3 separate regions of the Mus musculus genome follow, and all the other regions are linked to region 1. A link is a contact called in public HiCAR-type and promoter capture Hi-C data. All regions are on one chromosome and are shown on one strand. The core of a region is the stretch at or near the end of the contact, and the rest is flanking DNA. Distances in the headings are between cores, read along the strand shown.

Region 1 (2,712 bases), core at 54-2,553:
AGCCTTTGCACCCACCTCACCTGTTGTGGAAGACTATGGTTCTCTGTGCTCTGCTTTGGCAACCTCTAATCCTCTGGGTGCAGGTCAGCCTTACCTCTGGAAGCATTTTGACCTTCAAGAGCTTGTTTCTCTTCATGCTGTTCTAAGTCTCTTACCACATTTGAATGCCACTGTCTAAGCTGTCTCCTTTGTGTGCATTTCTGAATACGTAGAATTCCATTTCTACTCTTACCCCGTGCTTCTTAGCTAAACCTAACATCTGTTAAGAGGTCACAAATACTACAGGAGGAATGTTTCTTCCTGGCTCCTTCCTCTCTGTTCTCTCAGTCTGTCATAATACTTTCTCCATTCTGGAATCCTTCCTCGAGATCTAGACATACTTTCTTGCCTCTGTTGTATTCTATTTTGATGGCTATCTTCCAACTCATGGCTAAGGAAGATAAATAAATACACACACACATATCATATATATGATATATATGCGATATCATATTTGATATGTATGTGATATATATGATATATATAAAACACTTAAATATTTTAAGATAAAATTTATAAAGTTGATTATTTTGACTTTAAATCAGTCATTCAACTTGCTTTTTTTTTTTTTTTTGGTTTTTTGAGACAGGGTTTCTCTGTGTAGCCCTGGCTGTCCTGGAACTCACTCTGTAGACCAGCCTGCCTCTGCCTCCCAAGTGCTGGGATTAAAGGCGTGCACCACCACCGCCCGGCAACTTGCATATTTCTAAGTTACACAGAGTAAGACCATTAGGTGATTTTTGCTGCACCTCGACTTTAAATTCCTAGTGGATTTGAAGGCCGAAATCTCTACTTACTATTTTTTGATATGATCTAAATCAGGATAAGCAAAATCAATTTTAAAGATTTAAATATATTTACTATTTCAAAATAAGAGTGAAGGCCTTTCCCGAATTCTAGATTTTTTCGGAAACTCGAAACCAACGCCTGTCTTTGCAATGACCATATTGCACTTACAGACTATGAGAAACACAGCCTAAAACGAAAACGCTACTGAAAAATGCACCGCAAAAATGACACTGCGAAAGAACACAGGCAGTCGCGTTGTGACACCCCAAGTCCTGCAGCTGATTTTGGGGTGGGACCCAGGGACCACATCTCAGGCTGCAGGGGCCTTGGTATGGCTTCCGTCTGGGCGGGCCGCCAGGTCATAGCGTCTCCATCCCCGCCCCCGAACTTCCGTCTCCGATTGGTCTCTTTCACGGACCCGCCCCTCGAGGCTGCCCAATGAGGAAGCCTGCGTCTTAGCTCCTCCCTCCCTGCCGGCAGCGTGGGCTGCGGTGCCTGAGAACTGGGGATGGCGGCGGTGGCTGCGCGCGCGGGTGGGCTGCTGTGGCTCCGGGCTGCGGGAGCAGAGCGGCGGCGGTGCGGACTGCGCTGCGCTGCGCTGGTGCAAGGCTTCCTGCAACCCGGGGGCGAGGACACGGCCCAGAAGCGGCGGGTGGCCCACTTCACTTTCCATCCGGACCCAGAGTCCCTGCAGTATGGTGAGATTTGGGGATCTTGCTGCATCCCGGCTCTATCCTTGCCTTGCCCTAGACTCTAGACTCTACTCTAGAGCCTCCTTGGTTCGGGTCAGTTTGCGTTCCTGTTACTCGTCCTTGGTGATTCTTCCCTTCAGATGCAGCCCCTGGAACTTCAAGATAGGTGAGAGGGCACTCTGCCTTCTGCTAGGGCCTGAGGGTGTAGAGGAGTTGTCCAAAGAGCGCTCCCCCGCCCCCTTCCCCTGAGTTCTATCCATGCTTTCCCCATATCAGGTCTTAGGTGTTAGCTTGTCCTAGACTGAGTCACTAACTTGAGGCAACTGTCTGTAAAACACTTGCCTTTTAATTTTCATTTGAAAATGTAAACCTAGGGAGTAAATACTAGAATTTGATTTTCTCAAGGTCACGAGACAGGTTCTGCCTAAAGATGGGAAAGAATCCAGACTTCTATTTCAGCCTCATACAGAGCTCCTGCTGGGCCCCGCTGTCACCTGGCCAAGCAGTATTCCATAGAGATGGTGGAGAAGAGCGAACAGAAGGGAATGGGGCAGGCTCCTGTCCTGCCACCTTTGCCTCACTCTGACTGTTTCTCCTGTAAGTTTTATGCAGTCGCCCTCCATCCTAGGTCTAACTGCAGAGCACCAGGAGAAAGTAAGGAAAACCTACACTGTTTTTTTTTTTTTTTTTGTCTAATAACTTGGGGCTGGCAGTTTTTGGAAGCCCATCTTTACTTGTGAACAATAATGGAATATTTAACCGAAAGCTTGCTATTGGTGAAATTTACATTCCTCATCTCATTTAGTTCATAGGACAAGATTTAATTTCATGTGAGGTAGGTCATGTTTTCATGTTTGCTTTGCAGTTAGATAAACGGAAGCCTTGAAGCAGATTATTCAACAGTACACAGGACATAAGTTCATGAGACATAGCGCCAATGGTCAGAATCTAGTAAGCAGGATTCCAGACTTGCCACTCCACGGAAGGCAATAAAGAGGCCTTTAGAAATAATTTCAATGACGGGGTTTCCCAGTTTTGTGAAATAGTAGGACTAGAAAGATGAACAGCAGTTCGTTTTTCCCTCTCAGCCTTCAGTACTGTTTTCACAGCAAAGAAACTTTGGCCTGGTAATGGAGAAATAGAGCAGAGGTCTTCCGAATTCTCCTTTCCACAGTTGTGAAATTACTAAAAT
Region 2 (2,712 bases), core at 148-2,647, 2.8 Mb after region 1:
AACCCACCAACCAACCAACCAACCAATCAATGAATATAGTACAAAGAACCAGTTGTTCCATGATAGACTAGGCCTGTGAACTTATTTGATTCTTTGGTGCTATGAAGGTCAGAACTGACAGAGGTAGTTTATTTTATTTTCCTCTCCCTCTCCCTCTCCCCCTCCCCCCCTCTCTCTCTGTGTTGGGGGGCTATGGAGGTTAGTCAGGGGGCAGTTGTGAGCACAGGCTCTGAGGATGAAACCTTAAGTCTTGGGCATGCTTACGTGAATGCCCCATACACTGGACTACATTCCAAATACAGGACTCGGGGTTTCTTTTCTTTGCTCCAGACCTGCTTCCCAGTAAAAGCTGAAAAAGTAAAGCTTGTTGTGTTTTATAAAAAGGAAAGAAAGAAAGAACCAGGATATGTTTGGTAGAGTGAGGTATGGTGAGGTGGAAGGGGGTGCCTCTGTGGGTCTATACTGAGGCATCCTTTCCCCCTGAGAGACCAGTCACATATATAGTATATGTGTGATATAGTATGGAGTAGAGTTTATTTTGGGCAGGGGGAAGGGAGTTTAGGAGGGAGTAGAGACAGAAAGAGAGAAGGGGGGCAAGGAGAGGAGAAGAGAGGAGGGGAGGGGAGGGGTGGGGAGGGGAGGGGTGGGGAGGGGAGGGGTGGGGAGGGGAGTGGAAGGGAGGAGAGAAGCCAGCCATGAACACGTGGAGAGAGAGAGAGAGGTGGGAGGGGAATGTTGAGAGAAGGGTACAGAGAGGGAAGAGAGCAAGAGGATAAGTAAGGAGGGGGCAAATAGCCCCCCCCTTTTTTTTTTACTGAGTCAGTCATACCTAGCTGTTGCCAGGTAACTGTAGGGCAGAGCCTAGAAGGAATGCTGACAATGCTTTCCTCATACAATCTCCATCCCAAAGGAGTGCCCCATCCCGAGGAGAGAAGAAAGGAACAGAAAGAGTGTGATGGGAATTCTGTGGAGACCGGAGTGGGAGTATGCCAAACTTGGCTCAAAATAAAGCTACAGAAGTGAATCACAGGAGGCTGCACAAGTTGCTCCCTGGGTGTCCCAGTGTCCCAGCGTAGGCTCCTCACCTCTGCCTTTGGCCTTAGATGGAGACTCTTGGGTTGGAGGTAACCATAACCTTTACTCCCTTCGTGCTAATACTGATTAAGTTGGTTTAGGCATGCTGGCCGCTCCTCCTCCTCTTGTTTTTGCTGCTTTGTTTTTAAAACATTGGTTAAAACACGCCCTGGGTGCCTACATTCTTGCGAACCCATTTAGAGTTTTTTTCTAGCTCTTAACCATCGGTGTGCAGCAGGGATGCAGTGGTGTGTAAGCAGGATCCGCCCACCCCTCCCCTCTAAGTCAGCGTCATCGCCCCTTCCCCTCCCATCTCCAGCCACTCAGTGCAGCAGCCCCACTCTCGCCTGGTCCCGGACTCGGGGAAGCTCCGCTGAGAGGACCCTGCACTCTGCTGCCCACTAGGCTCCTGGCACCTTCCGTAGCCAGTGTCTGCATCCACCCGGATCCTTGCTGGGCAGCGCCCCTGGGACGGGAGGATACAGTAAGCATCTCAGGTAAGGATGAACTCACTGCACAGGAGGGCACCCTAGAGGCTGGACCACTCCTGAACAAGGCAGGACCCACAGGAGGAACACAGAAAAGCACTAAAGAAGGGATCACAGGCTGGCTGTTTTTTAGAGATCAACCACCCTTCTTCCATTCTGAATGAGTAACGGCCACTGCAAGGTTAACATCCGAGGAGTGAGTGATGTTTGCATTGGAATACAAATGGAATGCTTTCTGCTTAAACAGTACCAGAGGGGACCCTCTTTATTTTTGTGATTATTAACAGATGTCACTGGAAAAGGTGTAAAAACTTTTCCTGGAAAGAGGTTTGTCTCTTCCCTAAGTTGCTGCCGAAGTACTTTCTGCCTCTGTCTGCCTCATTCTCTCTCTGTCGCCCTGCCCTCTCTCCTCTCCCTTCTGCCTGGGTAGCGAAATGAACAGTGGAAGACCCGTGGGACGAGGAGGTGAGATGAAGTGGAGATCTTGGGCTTGCTTTAAAGGACCAGCCAGGGGTGAGTGGATTGAAAAAATAACCAAGTATTGAGAATTACCAAAGCTGAGTGAAGGGCACATGGAGATTAAATATTTCTCTTGCCTCATCTGTGTGTTGGTGTGTGTGTATGTGTGTCTGACTGTATGTAAGTGTGTGTTAGTATATGTGTAAATATGCATGTGTGTGTACGTGTGTGTATATATGTCTGTGTCTTTCTGTGTGTGTGTGTGTCTGTGTCTGTGTATGGGTGTGTGAGATCTTGAGACCTTTTATAATAATAAGAATTTTTGGAAAGTTGCAGCAACTCCCAAGCCTGATTGATCTGACTTCCATACCATCTTCAATTTGGAAAGTCGCTCTTCAGGGCTGAGGAGATGGTTCAGCAAATAGAAGGCTTTCCTCACACACATGAAGACCTGAGTTTGGATCCCCAGAACCCACAGAAAACCAGAGGAGATAGAATACATCTGAAATCCCAGTGCCCTATAGCAGATGGGGAGAGAACATAGGAGACTCTGTGAAAGCTTCTAGGGGGTTAGCCTGGCATATGACCACACTCAAGGTTGTCTTCTGACTTCCATGGGGTTCCATTTACTCACAAGAACCAAGGCGTGCACACACATGCAGAAAGATGTTGTCTGGTATATCAAGTCTCT
Region 3 (2,712 bases), core at 132-2,631, 2.6 Mb after region 1:
AGAGACACCAGCCACTGTCCACTCCTATTCCACTCTGTCTTCAGGATGAACTGTCCTAAAGTAATGCCATCACACCATCATTTTATGTTACAGAAGGGTCAACTCCCGGTGTGGGCCTCGGTTAATCATATAAAGTCTGGTGTGCGGCCAGTGAAAGGCTGAGGCTGAAGGTCAGAAACCTGGAATCCGTGTGGCTCTTTTGCTGTTCCTCTCAAGCTAGAAAGAAACAGTCCCAAAAGAAAAACAATGGACAGTCATTTCCTCTGGTCTGAGACCCAACCCCACCCCCACCCCCATCAGCTAGGCCATCTCACAGAAGCCTCACCAATCTCCATAAAGACAGGCATGGCAGCCTTCTAAAGTAACATCAAAAACAACTAACATCTACCATGCTACTTCCAACCTGTCATTTAAAAACAAGTGAGTGTGGGATACCTCCAATTCATTCAACTCGGGTTTTCCACTTCGGCCAGCGGTGTATTTGCAGAGCCACAAACTGTACTTCCTGGGTCAGCTCTATCCTAGTTTGCCCAGAGAGGGGGTGCTGTCCCTCCGCTAACAGCCACACCTCCTCGCTTTATTGTCCTTCCTTGCTTCTATACACAACACTACCAGAAGTGTGGGGAAATGTTTGCTTTTCTCCGGTTAGTAAAATAGATCATTCCCAAGCTACTTTAGTTATCAAACTTTTGTCCACAAGGACGAATATAATTTTGTAAAAAAAAAAAAAAATGACCCGTTGGTAATGTATCCCTATTATTCATAGGGGCGTCAACCACTCCTACGAAATTCAGAACTCTCAAAGGAAAATCACAGTCATAGAACAACGGCATGCTTCCACCCTTTAATGCATTTGGAGTTCTCGAACTAATTTCGATTAGGTATGGCAATGTTTATTAAAAGCCCTAACAGTGTTTGCTTCTTTCATTCAAACTGCCACCCTTGGGGATGCATCCTGCTCCGAGCTACTGATTGACTCGCGGCTCCGCGCACTACAGCGCGAGGACCTCAGGCACCTGGGCCGCGCGCAGCGTTGGATAGGTAGGTCCGGCAGTCATGCCCCAGCCTCAGCTGCCGATGAACCCCCACCCACAGCGGCCCGGCATTCTCCACGCCCGCTCACCTAGATCTGGAGCAAGAACGTTCTCTCCACAGGCGAGACGCGGCCGCGCAGTGCGCACCAAACCAACTCTCTCAGACCTCGCAGACGTGGCCCAGCTTTGCTTCCGGCCCGACGCCCCGCCCACACCAATCACAGCCCGGAAGGGCCGCTGAACCCGCCCCTGCACCACCAAGCCCCGCCCCGACCAATCGCGGCGGGTTGGTGTCTGTGGCCCCGCCCTATGCGCCAAGCCCCGCCCCCCAGCCGTCCGCGCGCTGCTCGCGCCCGCGGAACTGCGGCTGCGGTTCGGAGCGGGTTCGGGGCTGCTTGGCTTGAGTGATCTGAAAGGGTGAGGCTAAGGCGGCTAAGGCGGGCCGAAGGTTAGCTCCCGGGGTGGACAGCTGCGCCTTTCAGCCTGGGCCTCAGGGTCCCGGGTCCCTAAAGAACGGGAGCGTTGACGTCCCTCCGACCACCGAGATCACCTCCCAGCCCAGCCCCTGCCAGGCGAGGTCAGCGTCATCCCCGCGGGTCTTCACCCGCTTAGCCCTAGGCGTCACTTTATTAAGTGGAAATGGCTGAGACCCCTCCTCCCAGCCCCTGGCTCTGCGGTGGCGTCCCTATGCACCTGCGCGAGATGCTGCACCCCACTGCGGTCCGGGGAGGCTGTCCTCCGAGGGGGCCTGCGGATGGGGGCTGGCGGCGGGGATGACCTAGAGCCCTCCCCTCCGCACTGCAGGCATCCTTCCTAGCTGCGCAGGCTTGAGATCCAAGTGGGATTCCCGGGCCGGTCCCTGGTTTTCCCGGGATTGAGGCTGACCAGGAATACAGGTGTTTGCAACCACCGGCCACGAAATCTGTCACCCGAGCACCTGTTGAAAGCGCAGACTCCAGAATGGCCGGCAAGGGTGGGAAGGAGAGACAAGGATTCTGGGGTTTGAGGGAGCATTTTAAAGGATGTTGTGCGTACTAGATTGGGGGGGGGGGGCTAGGAGAGAAATCTAAAGTGTATGGATGCGTGCCCGTAGCTCTCTACAAACAGCGGGACTGCCTCTTAGAAAAGGGACCTTGGGAAAATTTCCTGGACACCAGTCGTCATTTACAACCCCATTATTTCTGGGCCTTTTCCAGGTTTCCAAGCCGGCTGATTTGGAGACATGTCAGGGTCAGTAAAAGAAAGCCTTCAGCTTCAGCTGCTGGAGATGGAAATGCTGTTTTCTATGTTTCCTAATCAAGGAGAAGTAAAACTCGAAGATGTAAACGCCCTAACAAACATAAAGAGGTATCTGGAAGGCACCAGGGAGGCGCTCCCACCCAACATCGAATTTGTCATCACGCTCCAAATTGAGGAGCCCAAGGTGGGTGCTTTCATTGGTCCTAAGTGTTTCTGGGTGCCTATCGTGTTTTGCTTTTAATGTGTATGCGTGTTTCCCCCTCATGTATGTCTGTTCATCATGTGCATGCAGTGCCCCCTGGAGGCCAGAACTGCATGTGGGAACCTAGAATTGGACCCTGATCCTCTGGAAGAGCAGCCAGTGCTCTTAATGGCATAGCCCCAGGTATCCACTTGTTAACTGGAAAACCCAAAGCATGAGCTTCCTGTCCAGGTAACA

What was found. Promoter capture Hi-C pulls out the DNA fragments that hold promoters and counts their contacts. HiCAR-type assays count read pairs that join an accessible place to other places.
Region 2: a contact with region 1 is called in a HiCAR-type map of astrocytes, with 5 times the contacts expected there. The contact joins the promoter of Prss35 here to the promoter of Bckdhb in region 1. A contact is called at or near these places in 2 of 39 promoter capture datasets (cranial neural crest and frontonasal cranial neural crest) and 1 of 115 datasets of contacts at active chromatin or transcription factors (astrocytes).
Region 3: a contact with region 1 is called in a promoter capture Hi-C map of pre-B cells, with 13 times the contacts expected there. The contact joins the promoter of Rwdd2a here to the promoter of Bckdhb in region 1. A contact is called at or near these places in 3 of 39 promoter capture datasets (erythroid cells, hippocampal neurons and pre-B cells), 1 of 115 datasets of contacts at active chromatin or transcription factors (astrocytes) and 2 of 9 other capture datasets (adipose tissue and liver).

What each region holds. Positions count from the first base shown.
Region 1 is chr9:83,923,834-83,926,545 of GRCm38.p6, forward strand. Bckdhb (branched chain ketoacid dehydrogenase E1, beta polypeptide) reads left to right here and starts at 1,304. Exons shown (of 11, transcript NM_001305935.1): 1 at 1,304-1,526. The coding sequence starts at 1,337. Gm36278 (a long non-coding RNA gene) reads right to left here and starts at 1,172. Exons shown (of 4, transcript XR_379675.2): 1 at 997-1,172.
Region 2 is chr9:86,742,236-86,744,947 of GRCm38.p6, forward strand. It overlaps Prss35 (protease, serine 35), which reads left to right and starts at 1,398. Exons shown (of 2, transcript NM_178738.3): 1 at 1,398-1,571.
Region 3 is chr9:86,570,607-86,573,318 of GRCm38.p6, forward strand. It overlaps Rwdd2a (RWD domain containing 2A), which reads left to right and starts at 1,382. Exons shown (of 3, transcript NM_001145969.1): 1 at 1,382-1,451; 2 at 2,231-2,457. The coding sequence starts at 2,257. It overlaps Pgm3 (phosphoglucomutase 3), which reads right to left and starts at 1,236. Exons shown (of 13, transcript NM_028352.4): 1 at 1,124-1,236.